Regions from separate parts of the Zea mays genome. Here region 2 is linked to region 1. Evidence: chromatin contacts called from public Hi-C data. All regions are on one chromosome and are shown on one strand. Each heading gives the region's core, a stretch centred on a gene start, on an enhancer-like site or on the middle of the called end of the contact. The rest is flanking DNA. Distances are from core to core; before and after follow the strand shown. Region 1 holds the start of LOC103626482 (callose synthase 3). Region 2 holds the start of LOC103626484 (protein argonaute 1D).

Region 1 (5,349 bases), core at 2,136-4,635:
CATCCAATGGACATTGCCTGCAGATCTGTTCTCCTGGATGACGACAAGAAAAATGGATTTCAATAGGACTGATAGTGCATGGAGGGTTTTTTTGCTTGTTTTAAGTTAAAGGGAACACTAAGCACCACATCAGATCGTGGATCTGTACTCCAAGCTACAACGTGTAAAAGACAAGGCAAAAAGGCAAAATGAATGTAAAACGAACAAATCAAACCTATCTGCAGTAATTATAAATCAAATGAACAAATTGCCAGAATTAGAGCATCCACCAGAAAAGAAATGGTTGTAGCAAATATTTTTGAGAGAACCTACTCCATTCAAATGATTCAGATAAGGATCTTTTGGAGTTTTGAAAAAGTCAGCGTCGGCTCTCATAGGCCATCCTAGCCGGAAACAATCAACTGACCTGGCAAGCCATACAATAGTGTTTTGGGTTTCATTAAAATCTGGGGAACAAGATCGTAAACAGCAATGCAATCAGCTCATCACTTACCAAAAGTACTCATTCAGATCATCATAGTTTCTCCAATGTGAATGCTTTGATTTCATGGTCTTGCTCCTTTCAGCTTCCTGTTAAGTTCCCAAAAACTGTGATCAAATTGAAATGGAAGTAAGACAACATTCAGGTATTCAAAATAGAACATGTTATACCTTCTCTATAACTTTGTATATTGGAGTCACGACTTTCGTCAAAAAGGCTTCTTCGTCACCACCATATGCTGGTCTAACATTTTCACCAGTCATTGGGCTCACATTTCCAGCCAGCATGCCATAGAGTTCAAAAGCCATCTACGCCAAGCAAGATAGCCTCACATATATTAAAATTTTCAGGTCATATATTGCTATATATTGCCATGAATTTCAGGGTATGATCTTCAGTACCGCAAGCATATCAAAGTTAATTTGGAAAAAAAAACGCAAGTCAATCTTACATGATGGTAGATGTAACAAATACACTCTGGCATGAATCTCAAGTTGGCCGCCTCACCCCAAATCAGCAGGTAGAGACCCATATAAAGAAGCTTACGCTGCTGCACTTCCTGCTGGATGGTTGGCAACCTAGAGATCAATTCGACAAAATGTTTAGACTTTAGAGAAGCAGTAACTTAACCAAGAGATGCACTTTATGTCCTTTCAAGTGTAGTAGCTCTAAGGCTGAAATGCCATGAATGGCAACCAACTAAACGAAACAGAGGAGTGTAAGCACAGGCTCTAGGAAATCAGTCCAAGTGACTCATACACATTTCATAATGGATCCTCTGTACCTACCATAAACTGCTTTTGCGGCCGAGGTACTTGCACCACTTCTTATAATTCTTAAATAGCTTCTTCATTACATCATCCAGAGCTTTGTCATCCAACTAAAAAACATAGCACCAGCATACCATCAATATGCAAATTGGGCAGGTCCAAAAAAGAAAGGCCATCTGGTTCCTCTAGAAGATTCAAACACACATAGAGAGAGGGCGGGGGGATTTGTACCTTCGGTTGTTGGTCAGCCTTGGGTATTTTCCTTATATGAACATTTGCAAGCAACAGTATCAAATGTTCCCTTTGGTTGGACACATTGTCTTTCTGAAAAGGAACTTTAAGTTAGCTGAACGTATATTCTAACTTCTAAGTGTTGTACTTTTAAGGTTAAAGCAAGCTACAAAACAGAGAATGCGGGGATCAAATAGGTTTGACACAATTACCTGAAACCCAAACATAGCCTGAAGCCAATCAAGAAGGTCTTTGCCAGTATTCTTCTCTTCAGGCTTCTTGTCTTGGTCCTTTGGCCATGGCAGACCTCTAGTATTGCGAAGAGCATAAACAGCAGCTTGAATCTACATAATTATGAGGAACAAGACACTATTAATGGTTTGCTTGTAGAAGGTGTAGTTTGGCGGCGCTGTTAATGAGAGAAGATGAAAGACGAGAACCTCTGGATATCGCATAATGGCTTCGCCAGTACTTTCAGGATCGAGCGGGAGAATGTTATAAGGTAGAAACAGCTTTTTCTTTTCTTCGACCTTGATGTGTGTATCCAAAATCTGTGCAGCAGCAACACACAAAGAGGGCTCGCAGTTATGGTCGATAAAAAGAGGTGCAAGACAAGGTGTAGCAGTGTCAAGAAAGAAAACAGAAACCCCCAGCATAGGAGCAAGAGATGGATGGCATACCGCTTGATCGACTTCAACGGACTGGGAATCATTAACAGCCCTCAAAACCTCAAACAAGATAGCAGCCGTTTGGTATGCCTTAGTGAGGCGCGCACTGCGAGGCATTGATAGAGTGAAGGGAGGACCAACAAGCGAGCGAGCAGCACGACGAAAAGCAAGAGAAATGGCTCACCGGTCATCCTTATTAACGACAGTTTGCAGTGCCTGGATGTACTTCCTGTAGTATTCGCGGTAGAAGCGTTGCATCTCACTAGCATCGCTCTTGTGGACCCTTCCCTTCAGTGTGGGGTCATTTTCCTGGAGAAGCCAAAAGGTAAGCCTTTGTGCGCTTGGTTAGCGGGCGCAGACGCGCAGTGGCAGCTGCATTGCAGCAGTGCGTGGTGAATGAAATGAATGGAATGATGGTGAAGAATTTTTTAAGGGGAGAGAGAGAGAGTTGGGTTGTGCTAGTACGGACGGACCCTCTCAAGCCTCTGCAGAAGTGCGGTCTTAAACTGACGAACACCACGGCCACTGGAAGTCGGGTCGAGGCGGTGAGCCTTCTCGAAAGCGTAGAAGCGACCTGGAGAGGAATGGCATCGGATCGGGGACGGCGAACGATTGGTAGAAAGTAACAGGCAGCGCTACAACTTACAGAGGTAGGCGACGCGCGGGTTTTCAACCTCGACCTCGTTGGCGACGCGGAGGATGGGCGCGATCTCGACGAGCGAGGACGGCACGACCTCGCTGTCGAAGATGGACTCGCCGAGGTTGGCGACGGTCTGCGTGCGCAGGAGGCGCCTGCCGGTGGAGGGGGCGGCAGGGGACGGAGAGGGCGAGGACGAGGACACGTCCGCCGTCCTCCGCCCCGGAGCCGCCATTCCCGTCACCTCACTCGCTCTGCAGCGCTAGGCGCTAGCACGAAATGGAGTCGAATCAAATCGAGTCGAGTCTCCCACTCCCCACCCCAGCACGGGAATGCTCGACTAGATGGAGATGAAACCCTAGATGAGAGAGAACACGCGGCGGCGGCGGCGGCGGCCGGGAGGGGAGGGGAGGGGAGGGGAGGGGGAGAGCAGCAGCAGCAGTCCAGTAGTGTAGAAGCAGGAGGTGGTGGTGGGGAAGGAATGGGATGATGAACGCTATAGCAGTAACGGACGGAAAGGTTTTGCTAGGCTTTGTTACCCTTTTAGTTTGGGACCCTAGTTGAGGCCTGAGGTCCGTGGGATTCTACGGTTTTGCCACAAGATTTTACTCTGTAGAGTGGCTTGTGCAGCACGAGGACAGAGAACCACGTACACTGCACATGGGCCCAAACGCAACAGAAAAGCAGGCTCGTCGTTTTGCGGTCAGCACTCGCACGGGTCCATTTCTTTTTCAAACTCCGTATATCAGAAATTTACGCAAGCATTTATCGCGTGGTCTGCCTGCTGACCGGTGAGAATAACAGGCACAATCGACACACGGCACGGCCTGACTGGTGGCGAATCGGCCCAACAAGGCCTCATCCATAGGTTTCAGGCCGACGAAAAGCCAGCGCCCATCCCTGACCATTGGAGACTTGAAGTCAAGAAATGATGGAGAAGGTGATTAGGAAGTGTTTGGTTGGGTGTATTTAGAGCAACTCCTACACAAGTTTTATTTTAATAAAATTCATCTAAACATTTTAGGGCCTAACCTCAAAGGTAGCATATTTGGGACTCGGAAACTGACGGCCCTATACAATATGCGCTCATCCTAACCTCCAGAAAAAATTCACGAAGCCCAAGGCCTCGATGGTGGCCATGGCTGACAAGGACAGGGTTGTCGGGTCGGGCGGCGCGATTCGTGGCCTGCCCGTGGCGGCAGCGAGCGGCTCCATTGTGTGCGCCCGTGAGCCACGACCGTGAGTGCGCGTTCGGTCGCCTCGTGCATGGCCTTGCTGCCTCGCGCACAACCTCGAGAGAATCGGACAGAAAAAATTGTGTGTTCTTGGGCTAGACCAACTATAATGACAGCCACCAACGGGGATAAATGACTTGGCGATCCAAGTCGGAGACAGCTCCGAGACGCCATCGCTCGTCTCATCACCTGACCTGGCTTGCTCACTTGCTGCAAATGGTGAGGGTGTCAGCAACCTGATGGCGTCCAAGTATGGCGGGAAGGAGAATGCTGAGGATGATGGGCCGTCCAGGCCAGGACCTCGAAGGAGCAGGAGAACGCCGAAGCCCAACAGTCGTTTCGCTGGCCCAGAGTGGCAGCCGTGACCTGCACAGAAATATATATATGCCTGTAAATAAGATAGGCATTGTATCGAAGAGGAGAGAACTCTGTTCCCGGCTGCGTCCGGTGGCTGGCGCTGCGTCGCCGTGTAAGAACCGCAGACATTGGTAAACCCCAAAGTTCTTCGAGAGAGGACCTTGAGCACCGGGAGCGGTGCTCAGCCATCGAAATCCCGCTGGTGCTTACATTTGGTATTCGGAGCTAAGCTGGAGCCCACGCACGAGTACGCGACACGATTCCAGGCAAGAGGTGGAGGTATGGCGCCGCCGCGGAATGAAGATCCGATGGCGCAGCTGCTTGCCAAGATCGAGGAGGGCAACAAGGAGACACATCAGCGCATGGAGACGATCCAGTCGTCCATGGCGAGCGTGGAGGCAACAGTGAAAGGGATGATGAAGGAACAAGGTGAATTTCGCAAGTGGCGGCCGGAAGTGGAGGCAAAGGTGGCGGAGGTGGCAGAGGCCTTGAAGACAATTCAATCTAAGGTGGATCAATTCGGTCCACAGCCGCTGGAGAGCGATCCTTCTGGCGTGAGCAAAGCGAAGGGAACTGCGTCGACCACCGCCCAACTGGGGGTTCCACAGATCGACGCGACGCAAGGGCAAAATCGCCACCGCTTCACTGAAAATCACCGGAGATCGGGTGTTGGGATGGAAACCATCCACACACCCCCTCCGGTCGGAGGTATGCACCCTCCTCCTGAACGTACACCAATGTTTATGGATTGGGGTTCAATGGGAAGGGATTCCAGCGCAAATTGGTCTCATCTGTCGGGATCGGGTATGCCCCACATGAGTTTTCCTGTTTTTGAGGGATCAAACCCTAAATTATGGAAGCACAGATGCGAAACTTACTTTGAGTTCTATGGGGTCCCAGTAGAACGGTGGGTGAGAATGGCTACCATGCATTTTGGGGGTGCGGCTGTGTACTGGGTTGAAGCAATGGA
Region 2 (5,349 bases), core at 1,590-4,089, 420 kb after region 1:
GGTGGAGAGGTACACGGTGCCGAAGTTGTCATAGTAGACAAGGGTGCTCCACGTCAGCAGACTGTGCAACTCCTAGAGCAGCTGACGAAGCCATGCCGCCTCGGCGATGCTGTTAGCCACAACGTGGTACTCGACTTTGGCGCTAGAGCGAGAGACGACAACATGTCGCTTCGAAGACCAGGAGACAAGACTATCACCAAGGAACATGACGAAGGCCCAGTCGGCGTCGATGTAGACAACGAGGTCGTTAGTCGTAGATCGTCAAAGAAGGAGGCTAAAGACTATGGTGCCTCGGAGGTACCACAGGATCCGCTTTATAGTGGTGAGATGTGGCTCTCGTGGGATGTGCATGGCACACATGTTGGACAGTGTAGGCGATGTCGGAGCGGGTGAAGACGAGGTACTGTAGGGCCCCGACGAGACTCCGATAGTTGGTCAGATCAGCCACCGGAGGACCGTCGGAGGAGGAGACCTTGCCCTGAGTGTCCACCGGAGTCGTGCAGGGCTTGCAATCAGTTATGTCAGCACGCTCGACGATGTCGATGGTGTACTAGCGCTAATGAAGAAACATGCCAACTAGCCGGCACTCGACGGTGATCCCCAGGAAGTGGTGTAGCTCACCGAGGTCCTTCATCGCGAATTCCTACTGGAGAGAGGAGATGATGTGCCGCGGAGGGTCATTTGAAGAGGCCGCAAAAGGTGTCCGCTTTGGCCTCGATGAAGCCTTGTGAAATCAAGAAAGTGGCAAAGCGACTGTAGGGCATCTGCTTGAGGCCGTAGAGGGATCGATTGAGCTTGCAGACTATGTCGGGATGCGCCGGGTCGACAAAGCCGACAGACTGAGCAATACACCGTCTCAGTCAGAGCGCCATGACGGTTGCAATCCATGGAGATGGTGGCGGCGACAGGGGGAGGGCTGGTGGCTCGGTTGGGAGGGAGGGAAGAGAGAGAAGAACTTGACTATGGTACTATGTTAGACTCAAACACTAACCCTAACCAACATTGGGAGAGATATATTTGTAATAGAGTTGTTGGGCTGAACCCATTACACAGGAAACACCCCATCATAGTACAAAGCCATAAATAACTCTAACAATTTCGACTACTGCAGTTACAACTATAGAGACAAAACAGTGTAGTCAGCGGTACGAATTAAAACCACGGCCTCCGGCCATCTGCTAGCATGTGAGGTCTCAGTCACCCCTCTCTCTGCCTCCTCGAAGAACATACTGGCCCTCTCTCACAAAATGAATAGAGACAAAAAAAAGAAGAAGTAGGGCCATAGTCTTCTTAAACTGCAACCAACAACAACTTGTAAAGAATCTGTTGTCTGAAAACGTGTAGTACGGGTCATGCAAGTCCATCCCATGCGAAATGGATAAAGTGAAGCCTGCTCCAGCTCCTCAGTACTATTATTCACCTGCCTGTCACCACCACATGGCTGATGTTCTCGCACACCACAGCCCCGTGACTTGGGAGCCACTCGATCTCTAGTCTCTACTGCGTGTACGTGCTGTGCTCAATGCCTCAATCTCCCATCAGTTTTTGACTGCGTTTTTCTCTTGCAAGTTTGCATTTTCACCAGCACCCTTCAGGCCGTCAGCTACTACTGCATTCACTCAAGACTTCGTAGAGGCAGGGAGATCCAATGGAGTGAAGGAGATGGATAGTAGCCATTCATGTCGTGGATCTTCCTTGATGCATTCATGAGTTCCCCTTCCTTCCTGCGTGGCTGCTGCATGCACCTTCCATTCTCTTAAATGCTGCCCGAGAGGTACTCCCTCTAATAACAATAATAATGTACTGATGACTGCTGCTTCTGATGTACAATATCCTAGACAGGTGGTGATTGATGTAGGCCCCGTTTGCTGCAGCTTAGTTTCAGGTTCTGGCTGTCAAAAGTTATTGCGGATTGCCAAACATCCATCTATTTATTCCGTTTGGTTCAAATATTTGTAACGTAATGGGTAAGTGATAACGTTAAATTATGTTTGTTTTAGTATAACCGTAATCAGATATCATACTAAAAATTGATACCGGACTATTCAAACTTGTTACCGTCCGTAATCGAGGGTAAACCGTTACCATTACCCTTTACGTTACATTTCGTGAATCAAACAGCACCCTAGTGTAACCTGATTCCGATCGTGGGGACCAAAAACATGGGGTACTCTCTGTTGTCAGCGTGCGGACCGTCCGCGACTCGCATCTCTGCAGGGCGGCAAACCGTTCGCTCGGAGGCATTCAAACCGTTCGTGTGTGAAGAGGCTGCAACAATCTCCTACGGAACCTTGATCCCGCTCCCCAGAGGAACCCCGTCAGGGAGGAAATATCATAGATTCATAGTGTTGTCTTGGGATCGGCAGATCACCTAAGACGTCTCTAAACGATGTCGAGCTGAAGAGATCTGAAGACTGGAGATGAAAAAAACTAAATTACTGCTACTCCTAAGGCAAGAATATAAAGAACATAGTAATTAAACATAGTCATCTACTGAGTAAATCCATACTTTCTACTTCATCTATTCTTTTTTTATTTATCATGGTTTAGTTTAAAAATGAAATAGCAACTGATAAATATTCGAGAATGAATGTAGTATTTTTTATGGCCTTGCTCACACAGTCCCAAGCCCCCTCCCCCTATCTTCCGTGAACCCGCCGAATCCTCCGGTCAGAGTTGCATTGTCATTCACCATTTGTTTGCCACATGCAGGCGACAGAGCGCACCTGCTATTGCTTCTGTCAAGTAAAAAGATTTTTCACATTTTGGTTTGAACGAAATGAACTACAACACCTGTTCTTTTTTCCCTATATCCCCAAGGCAAATAGTAGATATTTTTTGACACATCAATCAATAGCACATCATTACTCTACTATACCCAAGTGAGTGAAGGCATTTCTGCACTATTGCAAAAAGGTACCACCATGTATATTACTCAACCAAAAAAAAAGGTAAATGAACACTTGAAAAATATATACCCAGAGTTAACTGCAGAGTATTATATAGTATCTCCTGAGCAACCAACGCAATAGTCATCCAACCAACCCCAAGTGCACTCACATTTATTCTGCTGCGCCCCGACCCACTGAAAGAAAGAAAGAAAGAAAGAAAGAAAGAAAGAAAGAACAGGCTCCCCTAGCTCCGCCTGCCCAAGGGTGATCACAAGCGGCCTTCTGCTTCCTCTGTTCTTCCTCCGTCTTCTCCTCTCGTCAAATTCTAAAAACTGGACTTTTCCTCTCTTGGCAGCGCATTGAGTTTGTCAGTTTCACTGCCCACGGCATGGGATCTTGGAGACAAAAACTGCCTGGGTTAGGCGAGGGCTCAGGCTCAGGCTCACAGGCTGCTGAGGCCGGCGGTGGTGGGAGAGGTTTCCGTGGCCGTGGTGGCTTCTACCATCAACAGCAGTCCCCACAAGGTGGTCGTGGTCGTGGAACTGGCTACTACAGTGGTGGTGGTGGTGGTAGAGGTGGACGTGGGGCAGTCCCGTCCGCCATAGCTCCCGAGCTGCGCCAAGCAATGCAAACTTCAAATGAACCTGATAACATCCCAGCGCCAGAGGCAGGCTCCCAGTCCCAGGATGCGCCGTCACCAAGCGAAGAGGCTGTGGATCAGCTGAAAGGCTTGTCTGTACAGGACATTGTGCAGGCGTTTCCAGTGTCGAGCAAGTTCCCTCACCGCCCAGGAAATGGAAGCGTTGGCACCAGGTGTTTGGTGAAGGCAAATCACTTCTTTGCTGAATTATTACCTGCCAAGAAGGATCTTCATCAGTATGATGTATGTTGTTCTATCAATATCCCTTTCAACGTTTTCTCTTGAATCTACCTAAATGTTTTTTTTACTCTGACAGGTTTCAGTTACCCCGGAAGTGACATCGCGAATTGTGAACCGTTCTGTCATGGAGGAGCTGGTGAGGCTGCACAAGCTGTCATATTTGGGAGGTCGGCTTCCAGCCTATGATGGTAGAAAGAGCCTGTACACGGCTGGACCCCTGCCATTCACTTCGAAAGAATTTCACATCACTCTACTCGAGGAAGACGATGGTTCTGGAGTAGAGAGGTATCTATACTATACTTTATTTCTGTTTGACATATTCCTGTTGTCGTTTTTGTGAAGAATTTCACACACAAAAAAATGGGTTTAGCATGTTCCTGTTTGACATTTCCTGTATGTCTAGGCGTAAGAAGACATACAAGGTAGTGATTAAATTTGCCGCAAGGGCTGACCTCCGGCGTCTGGAGCAGTTTTTAGCTGGAAGGCAGGCAGAGGCTCCTCAAGAAGCCTTGCAAGTTCTTGATATTGTTCTGCGGGAGCTGCCGACAACAAGGTAATTAAATTAGACTCTCTCTCTCTCTCTCTCTCTCTCTAGGTTTCAGGATGATACATGCACTGATGATTTGGCTCTCTCTCTCTCTCTCTTGTTTTTTTTTAAAAGATATGCACCGTTTGGGCGATCGTTTTTCTCTCCTGACCTGGGGAGGAGGCGTTCCCTTGGTGAGGGAATAGAAAGCTGGCGTGGGTTTTACCAGAGCATTCGCCCTACTCAAATGGGCTTGTCATTGAATATTGGTAAAACTCTGTCTGTCTGTCTGTCTCTCTCTCTCATCAGATACATACATACATACAAGATTACTGAATGCTTCTAACCTTTTCTTGTCTTTTCAGATATGTCTGCAACTGCTTTCTTTGAGCCATTACCTGTCATAGATTTTGTTGCACAGCTTTTAAACACCGACGACATCTACTCGAGGCCCCTCTTAGACGCTGAACGTGTCAAGGTACGCTAGCAGATATTTGTAACGTCACTTTACTCAATATTTTTTTTGATTAATTTACTCGATTTTCAGATAAAGAAGGCCTTAAGAGGCGTGAAGGTGGAAGTTACGCACCGTGGTAACATGCGACGCAAGTATCGAATAGCTGGTTTAACATCTCAGGAAACTCGGGAGCTAACGTATGGCAAAAAAAAATCCATGTTTCTTCATGAACTCCTGCATTTACACTTTCCCTCTCTGGATCATTTGTTCAGAGAAAAAATTTCCTAAAAGAATGTTGATGCCATTTGCCACAGTTTTCCTGTTGATCAAGGTGGCACAGTGAAGTCAGTTGTACAGTATTTTCAAGAGACCTATGGCTTTGCCATCCAGCACACCTACCTGCCCTGTCTGCAGGTTGGCAACCAGCAGCACCCAAATTACCTTCCAATGGAGGTAAGCTTAGTCGCTGCAGCCGCTCCTCTCGCTCTTTTCTAGCAAAGCTCTACACTATGACTTATCCCTGTCTAATCTTATTTGCTAGCAAAACCTAATGTGTTTACTACTCAGGTCTGCAAGATAGTGGAGGGACAGAGGT

What was found. A called contact is a pair of places that touch in the nucleus more often than the background predicts.
Region 2: a Hi-C map of ear shows a contact between it and region 1, with 3 times the contacts expected there. The contact joins the promoter of LOC103626484 here to the promoter of LOC103626482 in region 1. A contact is called at or near these places in 8 of 25 Hi-C or Micro-C datasets (bundle sheath, ear, leaf and 2 more) and 1 of 3 datasets of contacts at active chromatin or transcription factors (leaf).

Annotation. Positions count from the first base shown.
Region 1 is chr5:66,277,937-66,283,285 of Zm-B73-REFERENCE-NAM-5.0, forward strand. LOC103626482 (callose synthase 3) reads right to left here and starts at 3,386. Exons shown (of 41, transcript XM_008646894.3): 1 at 2,797-3,386; 2 at 2,624-2,724; 3 at 2,335-2,459; 4 at 2,163-2,256; 5 at 1,923-2,033; 6 at 1,695-1,826; 7 at 1,483-1,575; 8 at 1,270-1,361; 9 at 933-1,059; 10 at 652-789; 11 at 494-570; 12 at 313-406; 13 at 1-33. The coding sequence starts at 3,022.
Region 2 is chr5:66,702,208-66,707,556 of Zm-B73-REFERENCE-NAM-5.0, forward strand. It overlaps LOC103626484 (protein argonaute 1D), which reads left to right and starts at 2,840. Exons shown (of 21, transcript XM_020538404.2): 1 at 2,840-3,155; 2 at 3,247-3,774; 3 at 3,848-4,056; 4 at 4,175-4,324; 5 at 4,433-4,566; 6 at 4,663-4,775; 7 at 4,845-4,951; 8 at 5,069-5,207; 9 at 5,322-5,349. The coding sequence starts at 3,280.